2 separate regions of the Sus scrofa genome follow, and region 1 is linked to region 2. Evidence: chromatin contacts called from public Hi-C data. All regions are on one chromosome and are shown on one strand. The core of a region is the stretch at or near the end of the contact, and the rest is flanking DNA. Distances in the headings are between cores, read along the strand shown.

What was found. Hi-C and Micro-C count contacts between places; a contact is called where the count stands out from the background.
Region 1: a contact with region 2 is called in a Hi-C map of skeletal muscle, with 3 times the contacts expected there. A contact is called at or near these places in 7 of 47 Hi-C or Micro-C datasets (alveolar macrophages, embryonic fibroblasts, fetal heart ventricle and 3 more).

What each region holds. Positions count from the first base shown.
Region 1 is chr4:15,747,142-15,752,056 of Sscrofa11.1, reverse strand. ANXA13 (annexin A13) reads right to left here. Exons shown (of 11, transcript XM_013996500.2): 5 at 3,110-3,143; 6 at 2,929-3,008; 7 at 1,211-1,279; 8 at 698-799. Among named protein-coding and RNA genes, the nearest start is that of ANXA13, 42 kb to the right of the region's middle.
Region 2 is chr4:15,679,907-15,685,057 of Sscrofa11.1, reverse strand. FAM91A1 (protein FAM91A1) reads left to right here and starts at 3,232. Exons shown (of 24, transcript XM_003354982.5): 1 at 3,232-3,563. The coding sequence starts at 3,492.

The DNA.
Region 1 (4,915 bases), core at 802-3,301, 68 kb before region 2:
GCTTCTTACAACCAAAGACTGACTTTCAGGGAAGGGCGAACCACTGTGTGCCTTGAAATAGATAACTCAGCTTTGTTGGCTTAAAATGATTAGATTAAAAAATTAATTGCATAAAAGTGATTTATACACATCTTTTCAGGAGTGTATGTCGGAGGTATTATCCTTATCTGTCTCTGGGAAGTGGTAGGCAGGCACTGTTAGCCCAACTGTAAATTGTGATAATAATAACAGCAAACATTTGTAGGCTTAGCATATAAATGGTAAGCATACATCTTATTTAACTTTTGGAGGCTGAATTTTTTATTTTTTTTATTTTTTTTATTTTTAGGGCCACACCCATGGCATATGGAGGTTCCCAGCCTAGGGGGTCAAATCAGAGCTGCAGTTGCCGGCCTACACCACAGCCACAACAACACAGGATTCGAGCCTCATCTGTGACCTATGCCACAGCTCACGGCAACACCGGATCCTTAACCCTTTGATCCACTGAGTGAAGCCAGGGATCAAACCCACATCCTCAGGGATCCTAGTTGGGCTCGTTAACCGATGAGCCACGAAGGGTCGGGGGAGGGGCAAAACGACCCCTGATGAGAAGCTCTGTTGTAAAAGCCCCTCCTAGTTCCATACCTCAGATCTGGACCTCTTTTGGAAATAGCCTGAGATTCGGTTTCAGCTGCCCTTGTGCTGGATCACTTACCACTTGGTAGGCTTGAAAGGTGGCTCGTAACTGCTTGTGACTCCTCTGGGCCAGGACTTCATTGAAGGCAAGCTCGTCCGTGCCCCAGCGGCCTTCCCCTGCCTAGACGGCAGAGTGCGAACACTTTTGAAAAAGCTTTTTGCAAAAAGACTGAATGTATAGAGCTGTGACCAAGTCACCCTTACCGGGAATGATAAAATGTGCGCTGAATAGAAGCAGCATTGATCGCCGCAGTATTTCCACCTTCTAGCCCACAAGTATACCTCACATATTTGTTTATGTTATTTATACCCTCAGGCGTTCCAGAAGAGATCTAAAGTGGTTATCCCCAGGGTGTAAGAATAGGAACAATTCTTTTAGGTACACGAAGACTGTATGTATGACAAATATGTTAAAGATCATACTTATTTCCCAATTAATTCCAATTCACATGCCAGAACGAAACATTTTGTTGAAAGTAATGTTCATGAAAAAAGAAAAGAATTTGCAGAGCCTGCAGGTCTGCATACTCACATCATACAGATCTTTGGCATCCTGACCTGCGAGGTCTTTGTCCACGTTATCTCCTTCTTCACGATTAGCCTAGAAAAGTCAACACATTGTTGTGAACTTGAGTTCCTGCTTGACCACAAAAAACAAAGAGGGCAAGTCCCAGAAGACGGGTGGCTTCAGAGGGGTGGCCGGAAGCTGGACTCATCCGGGCAAAGTGGCAGCGCTGCTCTTTGCTGCCATCTTTTGGGCACAACTGATGAACAGAGTAGCCTCTGCGACCAACACATTTGTACGTTTTTTTTCTCCTAGCAACCAGGGTCACTCAGAAACCCCACTGACCTCTGAGCGACATCCTGATGTCCCCTCGAATGAGTCCATTGAGGTGCTAATAGTCTTCCTTTCAAAATATCAAACTTTGCCTCTCAGGGACTCAGTCGTGAAGAGCCCTGAACGTTGGTCATGGAAGGTTTGAGGTCTCACCTAAGCCCTGAGTGTCAGGCAGAATTCTCGGATGACCTCAACGGCCCACCGCCTTGTTTAATCCCCTCCCATGGATGGTGGGCAAGACCTATGGACATAGTGAGGTATCACTCGTGTGATCATGTTTTGCGTGTATGGCAAGGGGCATGTCTGCAGATGTAATTAAGATCCCTAATCAGTTGAGTTCATCAAAAAAGGTGCTCTTTGGGGGAGGCCTGACCCAATCAGGTGAGCTCTTAAAAGGTCAGAGAGATGGAAGAAGTTAGAGATGTGCTTCCTCTGGCCTGGAGGAAACCAAAGAGCCGTGCTCTGCACTGTCTATGGGGCCACATGACAGGGGACTGCAGATGGCCTCTACCGGCCGAGTGTGGGCTCTGGTCAACATCAAGGAACTAGGACCATCAGCCACACAGCCACAGGGAACCGAAATCTGCCAACAGTCAGTGAGCTCGGAAGAGGACCCCGGGGCCTCAGAGGAGATGGCAGGCCTGGATGACACCTTGATTTCAGCCTGGAGATACCCTGAGCCAAGGACTCGGCTAACCTGTGACAGGACTCCTGGCCCGTGGAAACTGCTCAATCATAGGTCTGCACTGCTTAGGTTGCTAAGTTTGTGGCAGTTTTGTTCTGAATCAGGAGAACACTCACACACTCTTCCTGCTACAGCTGAAGCCTGCTCTGTGTGTTCTCTGCTGTCAGTCTCTCCAGCAGCAGAGTAATGAAACAGAGGAAGCCCACAAAGCTCATCAAGACGGCTGTGTCAATGAGAGTGCAGATGCTATCTGGCTGGAGGCCAGGGGGCTGTGTCCTAAGCAGGGCCAGTTCTGAAAGCCCTGCTTTCCCAGCCAAACTCCCCGCAGCCTGGCTTAGACTCCTTGAGTCCTGGAGTTAGCTGTGTCATGAAAAGGGCCCGGCTTGGGGTCAGATGGGGCTGGTTCTTGCACCTGAGCTTTGTCTTACCTACACCTGGGGGTTCCTCACTGGCAAAATGAGTTGATGATGCTTGATGAAATAACTCATTAACAAAAAAAGGATTGCCAACTGCAAATAACTAGGCAGATTTGTGATCATGGCGAAAATTGCCATTGAGTAATTTCACAATAGCTGGGCTGACAGGACACATGTCGACAGTCCCTCGATAACATTTGTAATAAAATTAGGAAGGGTTTATTATCTATATCGCCTTTTTCTTCGTGGTGCCAAGTTGCCACAGGCTTTATCTCACGATCCCAAAGCAGGCAAGACCTCTTTACGCTTACCTGTAGCAAGGAGACCAGAATTTTTTTTAGGTTTCCGCTTGTATCACTTTTGACATCTGATTCAAGGCTCCTGTCAAATACTTTGGAGAAGAAAAAAGGACGAGAGAGAGCAGATTTAGTTTCCCAGAGGTATTTTGGAAGGAACATTCTTTATCTAAAGTCAGAACAAAAGGTCACTTACACTTTTGGTAGGCCTCTTTAATGGCGATGATTTCCTGGGAAAGGTAATAAAAAAAGATCAATATTCCAAGGCGGGGTTAATAGATAAGATAGGCAGAGACATGCAAAGGGAAGAGGCAGGAGCTTGTCTCTGGACACAGCATTCCTTTCCGATACAGAGGGGCCATCCGGACAGGTCAAGGTCTAGGCCTGGAACAAGCCCCTGACTTTATGAAGGAGTCCTTTTTAAAAAAAAAAAAAAAAAAAAAAGTGTATTGAAGTATAATTGATTTACAATGTTGTGTTAATTTCTGCTGTACAGGAGAGTGATTCAGTTATATGTATGTGTATATTCTTTTCCATTATGGTTTATTACAGGATATTGAATATTGTAGGACCTTGTTTACCCATCCTATGTGTAATGATTTGCATCTGCTAACCCCAAACTCCCAGTCCATTCCTCCCCCCGACTCGCTTCCCCCGTGGCAACCACAAGTCTGTTCTCTTTGTCTGTGAGTCTCTTTCTGATTCGTAGATAGGTTCATTTGTGTCATGTATTAGACTCTCTGTATCAGTAATATCATATGGTATTTGTCCTTCTCTTTCTGATTTAGTGAAGGAGTCCCTTAGCTTACATTCTCCTTAGTTAAAAATGAAAACAGGGAGTTCCCGTCGTGGCTCAGTGGTTAACGAATCCGACTAGGAACCATGAGGTTGCAGATTCGATCCCTGGCCTCGCTCAGTGGGTTAAGAATCAGGTGTTGCCATGAGCTGTGGTGTGGGTCGCAGACTCGGCTCGGATCCTGCATTGCTGTGGCTCTGGTGTAGGTGGGTGGCTACAGCTCCAAATGGACCCCTAGCCTGGGAACCTCCATATGCCGCTGTTGCGGCCCTAGAAAAGGCAAAAAGACAAACAAACAAACAAACGAGGCAGGGCTGTCTATTTATTAAAATGAGGTAGGGCTGTCTGTTTCGGTAGCTTGTGCCGACTGGCCCACTTGGGAGCTGCCTCGGTGTACACTTGAACGAGCAGTGTGTCAGAGCAGACATTTCCCCACAGCATCTCCCATAAACTGTTTTAAAGGAAAGTCAGCGGGCAGTGGAGGGAGAAGGTGGAGGGGGCAGCAGAGGGTGAGGAGCCAGGCTGAGGTTGCCAGGGTGGACGGAGGGAGCGGAAAGCAGGCAGGGGCTGGACACCTGTGATTCTGCAGCCCGTCTGCTTTCTCCTCCTTCCAGCCCACTCCCAGGACCTGCCTGAACCCGGGGTCTGCTCTCTGCCTGCTTTTCTTCTTTTTACCGTCCGATCTAGCTGATTGGAAAAGAAAAAAAGGCTGTGCTCATTGTTTGAGACCAGGACCTGAAAGAAACTTGGCTGAGGATGAACCACATGTGGACAAATGAGATTAGAAAAAGCATGAGCCAAATTAACCTTCTTGCCAAGGTAGGCTGCTCAGATATTGGATGCCCGGTCGCTGGGACTTTGGTACTTGCGGAAAGGAGAGGAATATTAAGGAAAGCTGGGTGGTTAGTGGACAGATTGATGCCATCCTCCTGTGCAAGCGCTGCCTCCTCTAAGGCACGCTAATCGAAAACTGCCCAGGTGGAGGGGTTTTGTTATCCTGCGGGAAGAAAAGAAGTCCAGGGGTGAGGAGGGAAGGGTTTTGCAGTGTGGAATATGACGATACTTCGGGAAACATGGCCTGACAGCACAGGCTGAGCAGGAGGAACCAGCTCAGGTCATCGGCACTCCAGGCTTAAATGGCATTTTAGCGCCAGGACGCGGTTGCGGTTTTTCCTTGCTGTCTGCTCCAACCGCGGCTTCTGTTTC
Region 2 (5,151 bases), core at 1,983-4,482:
CCTCTTTGGAATTTGAAAAGCAAAGATCTATTAAGCAGAAATAGCAGGGGGCCTGAGTAAAGAACCTAAAAGGATGGGCATTACTTTTACCAAAAAGGCTCAATGATGTAATGAGTGCTGCCTGTGGAGCCCAGTGGCTTGTTTTTGCTTCCTGGTGTTTGAGGGAGCAGTTCTGTTCCTGAACTTCCCAGAAGAGGGGTCTTTGAGCCCTGAGATTAGCCTGCAGTCTCTGAACTGCTTCGTTTCCCATCTCTCAAAGACTGGACACCTTGGGGGAAACAAGGGAGATAGGGTTTTGATGAGAACCCTGTTTTTCACAAGTCAAACTCTGTCACCAGTTCCCACATGGAAGAGCTTGTTGTTTAGATTCTTCCCATACGTCGCTTTGATCTATTACCTTTTCCTCCTTCAGATTTCTGCCTTTCTCAGCTCCTTACTGAGTTAGCATGTTTTTTTCGTGGTCAAGTTTCCAAAGGTCTGTGTCTTTTTGATTTAGCGGGTGTAAGTTCATTTTCACCAGCCCTATCTACTTCTGTAGTTTTTGATGTATCCACACTATATCTGATATTTGTTGATAAAAATGATGAATTAGCAGGCACTTTCCTGTTTGACTGCGATAATTCCCTAAACAGTGGGTTACAAGGATTTAAAAATTATGTTAATTTAATTTTTGTTGTTGCTTACGCTGAATTAAGCCAAAGTTAGACTCTGGAAGAATATGAGTTCTTCTACACTTAATTTTTTTTTTTTTTTTTTTGGCCTTTTCTAGGGCCACTCCCATGGCATATGGAGGTTCCCAGGCTAGGGGTCGAATCAGAGCTGTAGCCGCTGGCCTACACCAGAGCCACAGCAACATGGGATCCAAGCCACCTCTGCAGCCTACACCACAGCTCACGGCAATGCCGGATCCTTAACCCACTGAGCAAGGCCAGGGATCGAACCTGCAATCTCATGGTTCCTAGTCAGATTTGTTAACCACTGTGCCACGAAAGGAACTCCATTCTACACTTAAGTATTAAAAAAAATTTTGAGGGGGATTTATGTTGTTGATTTTAAATGAACAGTGTCTGAATTGGAATAGCAGGCAGAACAGTTCAGAGAGAGCCTGAACTGAGGAGCTGAAAGGGTGGCTCTGGCATAAAGGAACCTTGGGCTCCAGTTTGGCTCCGTCACTACCGCCTGTGTGATCTTGTGAGCAGGTCAGGCAGCCCAGCCAAGCCTCGGTTTCCTCCTCTGTTAAATCACGATCGTAAGAGTGGTATTCTTTTATAAGGTTGTGAGCAATGACAACCTATTATAAGCCAAGGGTTTAATACATAAAAGGCAGGTAAACAATATTTGTTGAATAAACATCTCATGATCAGAGTTCCTTTAATTTTAGCTATGACAATGAAGGTCTGTAGACATAGGATTCTAAGCATTTAGTGATGGGCTCTTTATAGTTGACACAACCTGAGACCAATGCATATGTGAAGAGCAGCATGGACCATATTCGTTTCAATATACCAAATATATTACATAAGGTCCCGGCCACATATCAGACTGGCCAGCTGCTGAGCTGTGCTCTAGGCATCATAAAAAGTTCTGAGTATAGATCTGTCAAGTGTAATAAAATATTATTTAAAAACCATTGTTTAAACTGAAATGTAAGAGTTCTCGTTGTGGCTTAATGGGTTAAGAACCCAATATAGTATCTGTGAGGATGTGGGTTCCATCCCTGGTCTCACTTAGTGGGTTAAGGATCTGGCCTTGCTGCAAGCTGCTGTGTAGGTCACAGACGTGGCTTGGAGGCTATGTTGCTGTGGCTGTGGTGTAGGCCTGCAGCTGCAGCTCCAATTCAACCCCTAGCCCGGGAACCTCCATATGCCACAGTTGCAGCCATAAAAAGAAAACAAATAAAAAGAATAAACAAATGTAATCACAGAAATACTGAATTCATCTATGGTTGCTTGCCAGTAACAATGATCATGGGTTTGCTAAGCCAGTGTAACAAATTCTGGACGAAAGGGTCCCCAAAGACATTCTCACTAGAACTGAAATTAAAGCAGGCTTGATCTGCCATTAAAAAGTGACTGGAGGTTGCAGCATGGAGCAGAAGCAGAAACAAGAGGCTGTGCCCAAGAATCTTTATCTCCTAGATTCCCTTAGGGCCTCCCCATGTGAGCACCAGCTGTTTAACATTTTAGCTGAATCCCTACACTTAAAGAATTTGAACCTTTGTTTTTTTTTCTTTTTAACAGAAAACTTACTTATTTATCAATACAAACCTGTAACTCATATAACATTAATTGGAGTAACAAAAAGAAGTATTTCACATGAATTGGTATCTTCAGGTGATTTGAAGAACCCTTTTTGAAAGCGGTCTGGTGAATGGATTACGACTGGGATAATGACCATAAGAAGGAGAGTAACGCCTGCCCTCATGGATCAATAGGTATATTTCTTGGTGTTGAAACATATGACCATGGAAGTTTCTTCTCATATCTTTATTTCAGATGAATGAAACCAACCAATCAGGAGACTCATGGTGTAAGTACCTTTGTGAAAAATGAATCCTTGGGGCAAATTCACTTTAAACAAAGATATATGAAAGGACTACATTTTCAAAGAGTTATAATGCAGAATAGTAACGACTTCTATATTCTGATAGTTTACACTAGTTGAGTGAAACTCGATCTGCCAAAAGTGTGTGTGTGTGTTCAGGGGTTGGGGAGAATGGGGTTAAATGGGAACCTTAGAGCGCAACGTTTCTCTTTCACAAGATGCAGCAACTTTCAGGAGGTGAAGGGTCATTAGACCTCTGCCCTACGCCTCTACTGGGAGTAAAGCTCTGTCTTGAACATTCCTTCCTGAGCCTGGGCCCTGCCCACCCGGCCTCGGTTCAGGGTTGGCTATGGAGAGCTAGGGCCCACAGCTCCCGCACTTCTAAGTTAGCTATGGCCCCCCCTTCCCAAGTCTCTCCTTCTCGGGCAGCCCACCCCAGCGCCTGTAACTGCCTGCTGCTGGGCTCACATTTGAGGGCAAGTCGGTCATCCAGCAATGGTACAATGCAAGCCCAATTAATTCATCCAGAGACTGACAGAGGCACAGGGAGTGCGCGGGTGGGCGAGCCATACCTGAGCACCTTGCGGCTCTATCTACTCAGGCCAGACCCCAGTGTGGAGGGGGCGGGGCTGGAACCCCGGGCTCCGCCCCCCAGCCCCTCGCTGGCGGGCGGAAGTGACGCACCTCGAAGCCATTTCCGGCGGGCTGAAACTAGGAAGAAACTTGGAGCCGCCGAGGCTTCTGGCCACCTCTCTTCGTTGCTCGCGTGCCCCGTGGCCCGGGCCGCGCCGAGTCGTCGGGAGCCCTGGCCATGGGGCAGCCCCGGCCGTCCGCAGTTTGAGGCGCGGGGCCTCCCGCGGGCTCCTGGGAGGCCGAGGGCGGGCAGGCGGGAGGCGTCCTTCCAGCCGCGGTCCCGGCCGCTGCCGCCCGCCCGGGCCCCCGGCATCATGAACATAGACGTGGAGTTCCACATCCGGCACAACTACCCGTGGAGCAAGCTGCCGGCCAACGTGAGGCAGGTATGGAACCTGGGGCCGGGGTCCCGCCTCGCCGGCATCTGCTCGCCGCGCCCCGTGGCCGTGGCTGGCGCCTCTAGGCTGATTCCTGGCCTTCCCCTCGCCAGGGTTAACCTGCAGCCCAGGGGTGAGGAGGGGACGCTCCCAGGGCCACAGGGGCAGGATAGGGCCGTTGCGAAATGGGATGGAATGGTGTCCACTGGACTGGCTTCGCGACTTTGCACGCACTCTCGGTTCAGCCAGGCACTGGGCTAGGCACCTTTAAGCTAATTAAAGCACGGCCCTTGACCTCCAGAATTTCGGGATGTTGGGAAAGGGTCTAGAAATAAATGAATACATTTACAGAGTGATAGCAGCTTACACGAAACTGCATAAGTGTATATGCGAACGCACAGAGGAGGAAGTCACATTGTCCAGGGAGTGTCAAGAGGATGTGTAGAGGAGGCATTTAAATTGGGCCTTAAAGGACGAAGAAGAGATGGCTAGATAAGAGACTTGGAAGATTTTCCAGGGAGAGGGAATGTCATTTTAAAAAGCGCGGACGAGTGAGAGCGTGTTTTGAGAGAGTAGTGAGCGACTTCCTACCACCGAGCCTGGAGGTGTAGCTGTATTGATTTGTTTGGAGGTGGGGCTTCGTGAGTGGGGGTGGTGGCAGTCAGGGCCAGATTTTGAAAGACTTTTGTATTTTGTTTTGTTGGACTTAATCCTCTCAACAGGATGGGTTTATTAGAGATCTTTCAAGAAGAGAATGACAAAAGGCTTTTGTCTGAGAGGTAATTCTCAAATACTTGAGTGTCGCGTTTTTTCCTCCATTGTTTTACAGATGTTTATTGAACACCTACTATGTACTATGCCTTGTTTTAGGTGAGGGTAATTTGCAGCAGTAGACAAGAGGAAACCCCCTCTTCCTGGAGCTTACGTTTTAGTAAGGAAAGAGGACAGTAAACAAGTAACTGAATAATACACGTAATATAGCAGGTGGTGGTCAATCTAATGACGGGAGTGTTATGTACTTTATGGAAGGCATTGTTCTCCGGTCAAAGATTGACCCTCAAGTTCCTGCCATTCTACTTGATTGAGAGTGAAATTCTGTTTTTCATTGGTGCTGGGTCCTGGGGGTGGTGGTGATGATGGTGTAAAATTATTACTTTGTGTCCTCTCCCAGCGTGGGGTTTTAATTCCAAAAACTGAATAATTTAAGTTTCTGGTGATGCATCTTGTGGCAGAGAAGATGCTTTGACTTTAAGGAATCAAAAGCACAAGAAAGTGGAAAGATACATTGAGGAACTCAGAATTCTCAGGTGGCAATGACTGCCTATGTGGCATTAATCTTGAACTGGAAGAAGAAGGTCGAAACCTGAAGGAATAAGTTTCTCTTGTTAAGCTTGAATGAGGGCTTTGATGGACACTTTGTTTTTAGAGTTTTGTGGCATATGGCATATGGAAGAGTCAACAATCCTTCTTTGTTTCCATATTTTCTCTGCCCTTCCTTTCACAAAAATAAATGTAGCATAATAGAAGAGAGATGGATGATTTTATTACGTCCAACAGGAATAATCGATCCTAATTAGTGTGGCAAAAGAATTTCATG